Regions from separate parts of the Zea mays genome. Here all the other regions are linked to region 1. A link is a contact called in public Hi-C data. All regions are on one chromosome and are shown on one strand. The core of a region is the stretch at or near the end of the contact, and the rest is flanking DNA. Distances in the headings are between cores, read along the strand shown. Region 1 holds the start of LOC100277266. Region 2 holds the start of LOC103652908 (translation initiation factor IF-2). Region 3 holds the start of LOC103652911 (berberine bridge enzyme-like 8).

What was found. Hi-C and Micro-C count contacts between places; a contact is called where the count stands out from the background.
Region 2: a Hi-C map of endosperm shows a contact between it and region 1, with 1.8 times the contacts expected there. The contact joins the promoter of LOC103652908 here to the promoter of LOC100277266 in region 1. A contact is called at or near these places in 3 of 25 Hi-C or Micro-C datasets (endosperm, leaf and tassel).
Region 3: a contact with region 1 is called in a Hi-C map of ear, with 2.0 times the contacts expected there. The contact joins the promoter of LOC103652911 here to the promoter of LOC100277266 in region 1. A contact is called at or near these places in 1 of 25 Hi-C or Micro-C datasets (ear) and 1 of 3 datasets of contacts at active chromatin or transcription factors (leaf).

Annotation. Positions count from the first base shown.
Region 1 is chr4:19,204,534-19,207,632 of Zm-B73-REFERENCE-NAM-5.0, reverse strand. LOC100277266 reads left to right here and starts at 1,367. Exons shown (of 1, transcript NM_001320299.1): 1 at 1,367-2,027. The coding sequence starts at 1,514. The coding sequence ends at 1,723.
Region 2 is chr4:19,072,841-19,076,400 of Zm-B73-REFERENCE-NAM-5.0, reverse strand. It overlaps LOC103652908 (translation initiation factor IF-2), which reads left to right and starts at 1,257. Exons shown (of 1, transcript XM_008679901.3): 1 at 1,257-2,624. The coding sequence starts at 1,386. The coding sequence ends at 2,369.
Region 3 is chr4:19,444,687-19,448,112 of Zm-B73-REFERENCE-NAM-5.0, reverse strand. It overlaps LOC103652911 (berberine bridge enzyme-like 8), which reads left to right and starts at 2,082. Exons shown (of 1, transcript XM_008679903.2): 1 at 2,082-3,426. The coding sequence starts at 2,087.

The sequences.
Region 1 (3,099 bases), core at 118-2,617:
AGATTTATGATATCGTAATTGTCTGTTTAAATGTGCTTCCCCAATTTTCGGGTTACACGTCACCGGCCCACGTTCGGACAAATGGCCCACGTTTGGTTACGCATTTCTGTACTAACTATTACACTTGCGTAAATGCAGTGCATAAATACGGGCCGCCTGGATCGGCCCATTCGATGCGACCAGGCTTGGCTCGTGTGTGTGTGTATATATATATATATATATATATATATATATATATATATATATATATATATATATATATATATATATATATATATATATATATATATATATAAAGAGAGAGAGAGAGAGAGAGATTTGGAGGTTAAAACTTAAGAGAACTTAGGAGTCTTAGATTAATAAAAAGTAAAACAGCGAGAATTCAATAGTAAATAGTGGTTGTGCTGTACAGGTTAGGTGAATGGAATCAAAATGAAAAGAAGCGCCTTTCGTTGGTTGCTAGATTGAAAGGGACTATAATGCACCTGAAAGCCGATTCCATGGGAAAAAGACGAACTAGGATGACTGATGTGACACCTCTCTTTCGACCCACGTAAAACCACCATGCAATTGACAAGGTCACACTTGGTAGAAGATAACGATGTATTACTTGGAAAACTTAGGTTGTTGGATTCGTATTCAAATCCGTTGTTCGGACTGATACAGCTGTAATTTATAAAGACAAAGACATTATATAATAAGTAAAAGTTGGTACTGATTAAAGACAAGAGAACAGGCTCACTCAACATTGAGAAGGATATACAGTCACACGTATCACCAAAAGGTAGCACCTAAAAAGGGGAGAAAAGTGACCCTATTTATGAAAGTTCATAGTTTCTCCTTTGTGTCACAATTTATGAAAGTTAGACGTTATTTTGCTGGACAGTGTTTAGGAGTTGTGCGCGTGAGTGTGTGGTAGCGCTATTTATCACTACCGTGATAAACCAAAAATCCATCATCTCGACCCTACTGAACACATTCGATTTAGTTAGTCACTATGTCTGCGTCAGAGAGAGACGTGACAAGTGTCACATACATCTATCTTGCTTCCCTGATGATGGAATTTTAACGGTGAACGAAAGGTCCAAGTAAGCTAGTAACGGTTAGGAATTGTTTCGACCCATTAATTCGGCACCAACGAACAAGACCTTAATTCTCTTGTCATCAAATTAGTCCTAAAGAAAATAAACCACGCGGCTTTAATCGACAGGGGCAAGCGAGAAGCCACCCACACCAGCATTACCCACGCAGCATGGACAGACAACATGAGTCAGATGAACCCAACCTTCCATCCGTTCGGCCCTCAGCAAAATGCCACTACGCTATATATCGCGTCACGCAACGCACGTTCTCTCCACTGGTCCTACAACACTCTCCCTACCACACCGAACCAACAAGAGGAGCAAGAGGTAGCTATAGCAGCCTAGCACACACCACCACCCACCACCACCGCGCCACAGAGCTGCCGAGAGTGTGCTGTGCTTCGCTCATCGACCGACCGATCGATCTCGGCATGGCGGACTGGGGGCCGGTGCTGATCGGGCTGGTGCTCTTCATCCTGCTCTCCCCGGGCCTGCTCTTCCAGATCCCCGGCAAGGGCCGGATCATCGAGTTCGGCAACTTCCAGACCAGCGGCCTCTCCATCCTCATCCACGCCGTCATCTACTTCGCCCTCCTCGCCATCTTCCTCCTCGCCGTCGGCGTCCACATTTACCTCGGCTAGCTAGTCGCCCGTCGTCGCCGCCGGGCTGAGCGAGGCTAGCTGCTGGCGCGCGGCGGCCCGGCCCGGCCTGGCTTTATTTGACATCAATCTGGGTGGCTGGATTAGGTACTGCGTGGTGCGGAGGCATATACTACTATATACATTTACATGTTCATCTCCATCTGCTTGCTAGCTGTATGTTGATTTATTTAGCTACTACTTTATCAACGACATCCTCGAGTCCAGATACAGTATATCCAATTAATCCCTTATGAGCATGCTTCTGATAGATGGCCATTAATAATACATATGTCATGTTTTTTTATTATCATGGTCTCAAGTTCTGGAATTCTTTTTTGCCAGATCCGCTAATAATCGTATTCAATTAATTTGGTCAGCTTTTCAAAGGTTGGTTCAATTTGTTGTTGTTTTTTCCTTTCTTTTTCCAAAGGCCGCTTCTATTTTCAAAGTCGCATCACCCTCAGCAACTATTCCCTCGGTTTTAAATTACAAGGCATTCTAATTTTCTTAAAGAGCCAAAGCATATCTTAGGTTTGATCGAAGTTGCTGAGAGATCGAATTGCAGGGATTTACAACATCAAATAGGCGGTGAACGTAGGATGAAAATATAATTGGTAAAGGACCTAATGATACTTAATTGGTACTATAAATGTTACACTTTTATTATATAAATTTAATCTAATTTGAGATGTTTTCATTCTCTGACTAAATCGGAATGACTTGCAATTTAAAAGTGAGGGAGTACCTCGCTTCATCGTCGTCTTTTGCACTGTGTATGGTATTCTACAGAAGTTGACGTTTCACCGAAACTTTGCTGGAGAGTCAACTAAAATGGAACGGCTCCATTCTAGTTTTTTTATAATAGAGTTGTTCTATTCCGTGTTTAGCAAACAGAATAGAGCCTCTCCATTTTTTATTTAGTTGCCACTTCGTTATCTATTTGGTTGAATAGCTATATGAATGTGTAGAAGATAGGAGAGGGAGGAGAGCTCTCGCATCCGAGAGAGCGCTTGTATCCATTCGTTTTTTAGAGTTGGAGCATTCTAATTATTTATGGTAAATTATTATATAAAGATTTTAGGAGCTGTTCCGCTCCTCTTTTATTTTAAATTAAATATCTAAAAAATAGAAATGGAGTCACTCCCCAACCAAACACACTTATTCGATTTGCATTTGCATTGACGCCCCTACCAGCCATAAATGACGACTCAATCGCTATGTTTCTACTGCAAACCGTCCTGAAAGGCTGAAACGCAATTCCGTCTATTTGGAACTCGTAACAAGCATATCCATGGGTCAAATCATCCTGAAAGGTGAAACTTTTTTTTTTTGCTAGCTTCTGTACTAAGAAAGCTGAAATAAACAGCTCGCTGTTG
Region 2 (3,560 bases), core at 8-2,507, 130 kb after region 1:
TGTTTCAAACGGTCTTTATAGTCGTTACTGGTACGGGGGAACGTCCGACCATAGGGTGCGGACCGTCCGCGCGTGCGCAGAACATGTGCTAGTTGCACATAACGACTAGGTTTGAGTTGAGGGCTATAAATAAAAGTGGAGCTCGTGTGTGAGGGCTCACTTGGCCACTCTTAGCACACATTGAGCTCATTTGTGATCCTCTAATTCAAACTCTCACACTCGTTGCTTGAGATTGTATTCTTGTGAGTGATTGGGAGGTTTTAGTGCATTTGCATCCTTTGTGATCTTTTGAGGCACTAGGTGGTACACCGGGCAAGCGTCATTGACTTGTTACTCTTGGAGGTTGCCATCTCCTAGATGACTCGGGTGTTGTCTCTATCGAGCTCTACGTGAAAATTATGGAGGAACCGTGGTGTTGATTATGAGGGGTTCGCGCTCACCTCGCCGGAGTGACAAAGGCGACGCTAGATCCTACACCTATGCAATATGTCTAAGGGTGCAAATAGAGATGTCCAAATGGGCCGCCCGGCCCGGCCCGGGCCCGGTGAAGCCCGACCCGTTTTGGGCCCGGCCCGCCAGGCACGGTTAGAAAACCGGGCCGGCCCGACCCGTTTAGCACGAAAAAACGGGCCGAAAAACGGGCTATACGGGCCGGTAAGTACGTTTTAGTGTAAAATCGGGCTTAACGAGCTTAGAGGTAAACGGCCCGTGCCGGGCTAGCCCACCGTGCCTAGTTTCTTGTCCGAGCCCGGCCCGCTTATTCGTGCCAGGCCGGCCCGGGCCCGCATAGAACCGGACCGTGCCGGCTCGGACCGGGCCCAAACAACGGGCTTCGTGCCGGGCTCACGGGCCTCGTGCTTATTGGACATATATATAGGTGCAAACCTTACAGATTTACCATTTTACTTCAAGTTATATTTTTAACCTCCTGTTTAGCTCAATGTTAAAAATATTTAATTATAGAATGTTGTTAATCTGCCCTAGAAAGTCTGGTTGAAGTCGATCGACCCTAGGTTCTCCACTTTGAGAAAAAAGTTAGAAATAATAAAATTCTGATTCTAAATGAGCAAAAAGAATGCAGATTAAAAAAACTAGTTACTTCCCTGCCACCGGCGAGTGGCCCCACCACCCTCCGCGGGTCCCACCAAATTAATATATCTTGGCAGCATTGGGATGGTGTTCGTGGGGCCTACCTACCCATGTGCTCTCCTCTTTTAATGGCCCTCGTCAGTTCATCTGGCTCGCGTATCCACCCATACAAAAGCCGCGCGCTGCCACCTCCACACATTCCTCTCCGCCCCCCTCCTCCCTTTTCCACCACCTCGCAGGGAGCCGAAGCAATCCAATCGGAGCAAGCAGGCAGCTCATCCAACTCTCAGGCAGCCATGGACGCCGCCGAGGCGAGGAGGAGCAGCAGCGCGTCCTCCTCCCCGGAGTTCGAGTTCTGGCCGCTCCACCCCAACCCCGCCGCCTCGCCCTCCTGCGCCGACGAGCTCTTTGCCGGCGGGGTACTCCTCCCGCTCCCCGTCCTCACACCGAAACCCGCATCAAGTAACATTGGCAGCGGCATCAGCCAATGCGTGCCCGTCGCGGAGCCGGAGCCGGAGCCAGGAGAGGCGTTCCTTCTCGCGACCGTCTCGCCGCCTCCGGCCTCGATCACTTCCACAGCTCTGCCCACCGCCACCGGAGGAGGAGGAGGAGGGTCCAAGCGCTGGACCGACATCTTTTCCAAGAAGCCGGCGCCGGGAGCCGAGGAGAAGGACCGGGACAAGGAGAGGGAGAAGCGCAAGGACGGCGCCGGGAACCGGAAACAGGGCGGGCACTCCCACTCCAACGGCGCGGGCTCCGAGCTGAACATCAACATCTGGCCCTTCTCGCGGAGCCGCTCGGCCGGCGGCGGGTCCGGGTCCGGGTCCGGCACGTCCAAGCCGCGGCCGCCCGCTCGGAAGGTCAGCAGCGCGCCGTGCTCGCGCAGCAACTCCCGCGGCGAGGCCGGCGCGCCCCCGCTCCGGCGGTGGGTGGCGAGCCCGGGCCGCTCCGGCGGCGGTGGCGTGGCGGTGGGCCGATCCAGCCCGGTCTGGCAGATCCGGCGACCGGCTGCCAAGCCTGCACCCGTCCCCACCTCCGCCCCTTCAGCCTCAGAGCCGTTCACCGACAGGCGGGCGCCGCCGCCGCGGCACAAGGAGAAACCGGCCAGCGCTGCTCGGAAGCCTGGCCTTGGCAGCGGCGTCCGCGGCTTGAACTTGAGCGTGAACTCCTGCATCGGATACCGGCACCAGGTCAGCTGCCGGCGCGCGGACGTCGGCGCCGCCCGCGGCGGCGGCGGGCTGTTCGGCATCAAGGGGCTCTTCTCCAAGAAGGTGCATTGATGATCAGCCAGTTCTGTGTTTTACTAGTACTTTTTGTAGACTTTCTGAGTTATATAAATTGTATGAGATGTGTGTTAATTACATGTAAAAAAATGCATGGTTAGCCAGTAACCGGTTTTTGTAAAAAAGTTTAGCAACGCTAACCAGCACTGCTTATGCTCGTGAGCAATGGCCATTGTGCAAACTGCCTTCAAAAGATGAGATGGATGGAGATCAGATCATTGGTGCAGATTCTACCTGAACAAATATTTCTCAGACATGGATATGGTGATTGTGCCTCACTACCGGAATCCGGCTCTTTGCCGGTTGTTTTTTTGTCGGACACTCGGCAAAGTTCTGCTCTCGGTATCTAACGACCGCGTTTACCGAGAGCAGGGCTCTCGGCACAGAAATACACTCGGCAAATAAAACATGTGCCGAGTGCCAAACACTCGGCAAAAGCGTCGTCTCTGATACTGGTCGCCGTGACGACGGCTTTTCTTTGTGGAGTATCGAGGGACACTCGGCAAAGCCTTTGCCAAGTGTCGGATAAAAAGTACTCGGCAAAGGAACCGTTGCTGATGTACTGTTCGCTAAACTCTCTTTACTGAGTTGTCGATGTACTGTTCGCTAAACTCTCTTTACTGAGTGTTTTTCAGCCGCGCCGGGAGTGTTTTTCAGCCGCGCCGGATTCCGGTAGTGAGTTTGCATTTTTTTTTTGACGGAACGAACAGAAATATTTTATAGAAGATTGTTGAAACAACTATTTTTTAAACTGTAAGTGATCAAACTGGGCTTTAGGGCGACGGTTGGTAGACGTACCAAAACAACTGTTGCACTGCTTTGCGATGTTTGACGCATAGCTTTTCATAGTCTGAACTGAAAAACAACAAAGGTCAAAGAACCAACCAACGTTTAGATTTGCTTGCACCGGCAGGTTTCCCCGGCCCTGACAGTACACTGTTGCCTAGTTATTGCAAGCTTGTGAAGGAACTCTTGGTAGTTTTCTTCGCCCGTCTAGTGAAGTAGTCTAGTGAAGTAGCGAGTGACTGCTGAACCACTGACAATACTCTACGCCACAGTGTTGGTGACTGTCGACCATAGGTTCCTATGCATTATTAGCACTTCGTTATTAAGAGCATCTCCAACAATGCCTCAAACTAGTGTCTTAAATTGAAATATAGGGCTCTACACAGGAAAAATTACTCCAAC
Region 3 (3,426 bases), core at 833-3,332, 240 kb before region 1:
AGAAGCAACCTTGGCCAAATCGCCACGCCAACCGACCAAATCGCAGTGGCATTTAATGCAAAGGTGGCCTGACACCTTTATCCTGACGCACACCCTCCAGTCGATAGAGCCGAAGTGACCGCAGTCACTTCGCCGCTCCACTGACCGGTCTGACAAGAGGACAGCGCCGCCTGCGCCACTCCGACTGCTGAGCCGCTCGACGGATTGAGGCTGACAGCAGCCAAGTCCGGCCTCAGGCGTCATAGGAAACTCCGCCTCGCCCGACCCCAGGGCTCGGACTCGGGCTCAGCCCCGGAAGACGACGAACTCCGCTTCGCCCGACCCCAGGGCTCAGACTCGGGCCTGGCCTCAGCCGATGGTCTCCGCCTTGTCCGACCCGGGGGCTCGGACTCGACCTCGACCTTGGAATACAGACTCGACCTCGACCTCGAAGGAGCCTCCACCTCGCCCAACCTAGGGCACGGACCGACCACGTCGACAGGAGGCGCCATCATTACCCTACCCCGAGCTGACTCAGGCTACGGGGAACAAGACCAGCGTCCCATCTGGCTCGCTCCACTATGCGAGTAATGATGGCGCCCCGCACGCTTTATAACGACGGCGGCTCTCAGCCCCCTTACGGAAGCAAGAGGACGTCAGCAAGGACTCGACAGCCCCGGCAGCTGTCCCTCCGCCAGGCTCCAGCGCTCCTCCGACGGCCACGACACCACACGAACTGGGTGCCAAAACCTCTCCGGCTGCCACGATGGCATGTACTTAGGGCGCTAGCTCTCCTCCGCTAGACACGTTAGCACACTGCTACACCCCCCATTGTACACCTGGATCCTCTCCTTACGCCTATAAAAGGGAGGTCCAGGGCCCTCTTACAGAGGGTTGGCCGCGCGGGGAAGGACGGGACGGCGCTCGCGCAAGGCCGCTCGCTCCCTCCCGCGTGTACGCTTGTAACCCCCTACTGCAAGCGCACCCGACCTGGGCACGGGGCTAACACGAAGGCCGCGGGTTCCACCTCCCACGCCTGTCTCCCTCCGGCTGCTTCTCCCCCCTTCGCGTTCCGCCTCGCGCCGACCCATCTGGGCTGGGGCACGCGGCGACAATTCACTTGTCGGTCCAGGGACCCTCCGGGTTTCGAAACACCGACAATGATCTACTCACTCTATCTTGTAGTACACTAGTATCTAGGGATGATAATATGGTGGATATATAGTTCGCGAATCCATACCCGCGAGACAAAACTTAATACATATCTGTATCCATAAACGTTCGTGGTCCATACCGTATCCATCGGGTATCCGCTATCCGATGGATGTTACCCGTCCGTCCACTACAATTTTAGCATTCAATATCAAACAACAATTTTATCACATTTCAAAAACAATTATCATTCCAACAACATTAAATGATAATTTCAGCACCAAACAACATGTCATGGATAAAAATTTAAAAAAATAAGAATTTAAGATAATATATTAAATCCAGATGGCTCACATGTCAGATATACATTGGGTAACAGGTATGAATACTGGATATCCATACCCGCGAAAAAATTATCCGCGGATACCTTATTATATCTATAACCGTACCTGTGGATACCAAATTTCATCATACTCATATATCCAATGAATAATTATCTGTGGTTATTTATCTATACCCGTACCCATTACCATCCCTAGTAGTATCCTAGAGATTGTAGAACACTTTATTTTCTGTCGTACGCTATCGTCCATACGATTAATATATAGTGATTCGTTGACAATAACAAGTAACAATATAATGTTTACTAAATTTATGTAAGTATATTTAATGAAAAACTGTTTTATTACGTTCTCTACAGTTCTTATATTTAAATATCGTTTTTGAATACTCAAGTAGAGCTCAAGCAATTTGCCCGGCCAGCTCGTATTCTACCATGCACTGCTATGGTAGAAATTAAAGACAGCAATTTGCACGCTCTGGATTCATAATGTAAGATAGAAAGACAGGCTGGATCCATCAGAACGAATGCGACCAATTTTATATAGATGAACTTCATGTGTGAAAGGCTCTAGACCTATATAGTACACTTGGCACACTGCTATATATAGAACCAATGCAACCAATAGAACGAAGCATGCAGCAATACCATCGGTCAACAATGGCTGCATCCGGAAGGAAAGCTGTAGTAGTTCTCATCCTGTGCATGTTGTGTTGCAATACCTCGCTGCTACCTTGCTCAGCTTCCTCCGATTCCTTCCTGCAATGCCTGTCGGCGATGATGCCGAGCGAGCTGGTGTACCAGCAGAGCTCGAGCAGCTTCACTTCCGTGCTGCAGTCCTCCGTGCAGAACCCCAAGTTCGTGACCAACACCACGGTGAGGCCGTTGTGCATCATCACGGCGTCCGACGTCTCCCACGTCCAGACCGCCGTGCGCTGCGGCCGCTGGAACGGTGTGCGCCTCCGCGTGCGCAGCGGTGGGCACGACTACGAGGGCCTCTCCTACCGCTCCGTCCAGCCCGAGGTGTTCGCGGTGCTGGACCTAGCCAGGCTCCGCGGCGTGCAGGTGCGCCCCGGGGACGACAGCGCGTGGGTGGACGCCGGCACAACGCTGGGCGAGCTGTACTACGCCGTGGGCACGACCAACCCGGGGTTCCTGTTCCCGGGCGGCGCGTGCGCGACGGTCGGCGTCAGCGGCTTCATCAGCGGCGGCGGCATCGGTCTCATGATGCGCAAGTACGGCGTCGGGGGCGACAACGTCGTCGACGCCAGGATCGTCAACGCCAACGGCGACGTCCTCGACAGGTTCGCCATGGGGGATGACCTCTTCTGGGCCATCCGGGGCGGCGGCGGCGAGACCTTCGGCGTCGTGGTGGCGTGGCGGCTGAAGCTGTCTAAGGTCCCGCCGACGGTGACGGTGGTCAACGTCCTCAGGACCATGGAGCAGGGCGCCGCCGACCTCGTCGCCAAGTGGGAGACGACCATCCTCCAGCCGCCAGTCCTCCCGGACCTCACCATCCGGGTCGTCCTGCAGTACAGGCAGGCCTTCTTCCAGACGCTCTTCCTCGGCGGGTGCTCGGACCTCCTCAACACGATGCGCGGCCTCTTCCCGGAGCTCGGCACCACGGCGGCCGACTGCCACGAGATGAGCTGGCTGCGCGCGATGGCGTTCATCTACTTCGGCAACACCGACACGCCGGTGGAGGCGCTCCTGAACCGAACCAACAACGTGGGCAACTACTACTTCAAGAGCAAGTCGGATTACGTGCGCCGCGCCGTCGGCAAGGCCGGGTGGGACAGCCTGTACCAGCAGTGGCTCTCCCAGAACGGCAACGGGCAGATCATCCTGGAGCCGCACGGCGCGGCGGTCGGCGGCGCCAACACGATGACCACCTCGCCGTACCCGCACCGCAGGGGCGTGCTGTTCAACATCCAGTACGGCTCCAACTGGTGCTG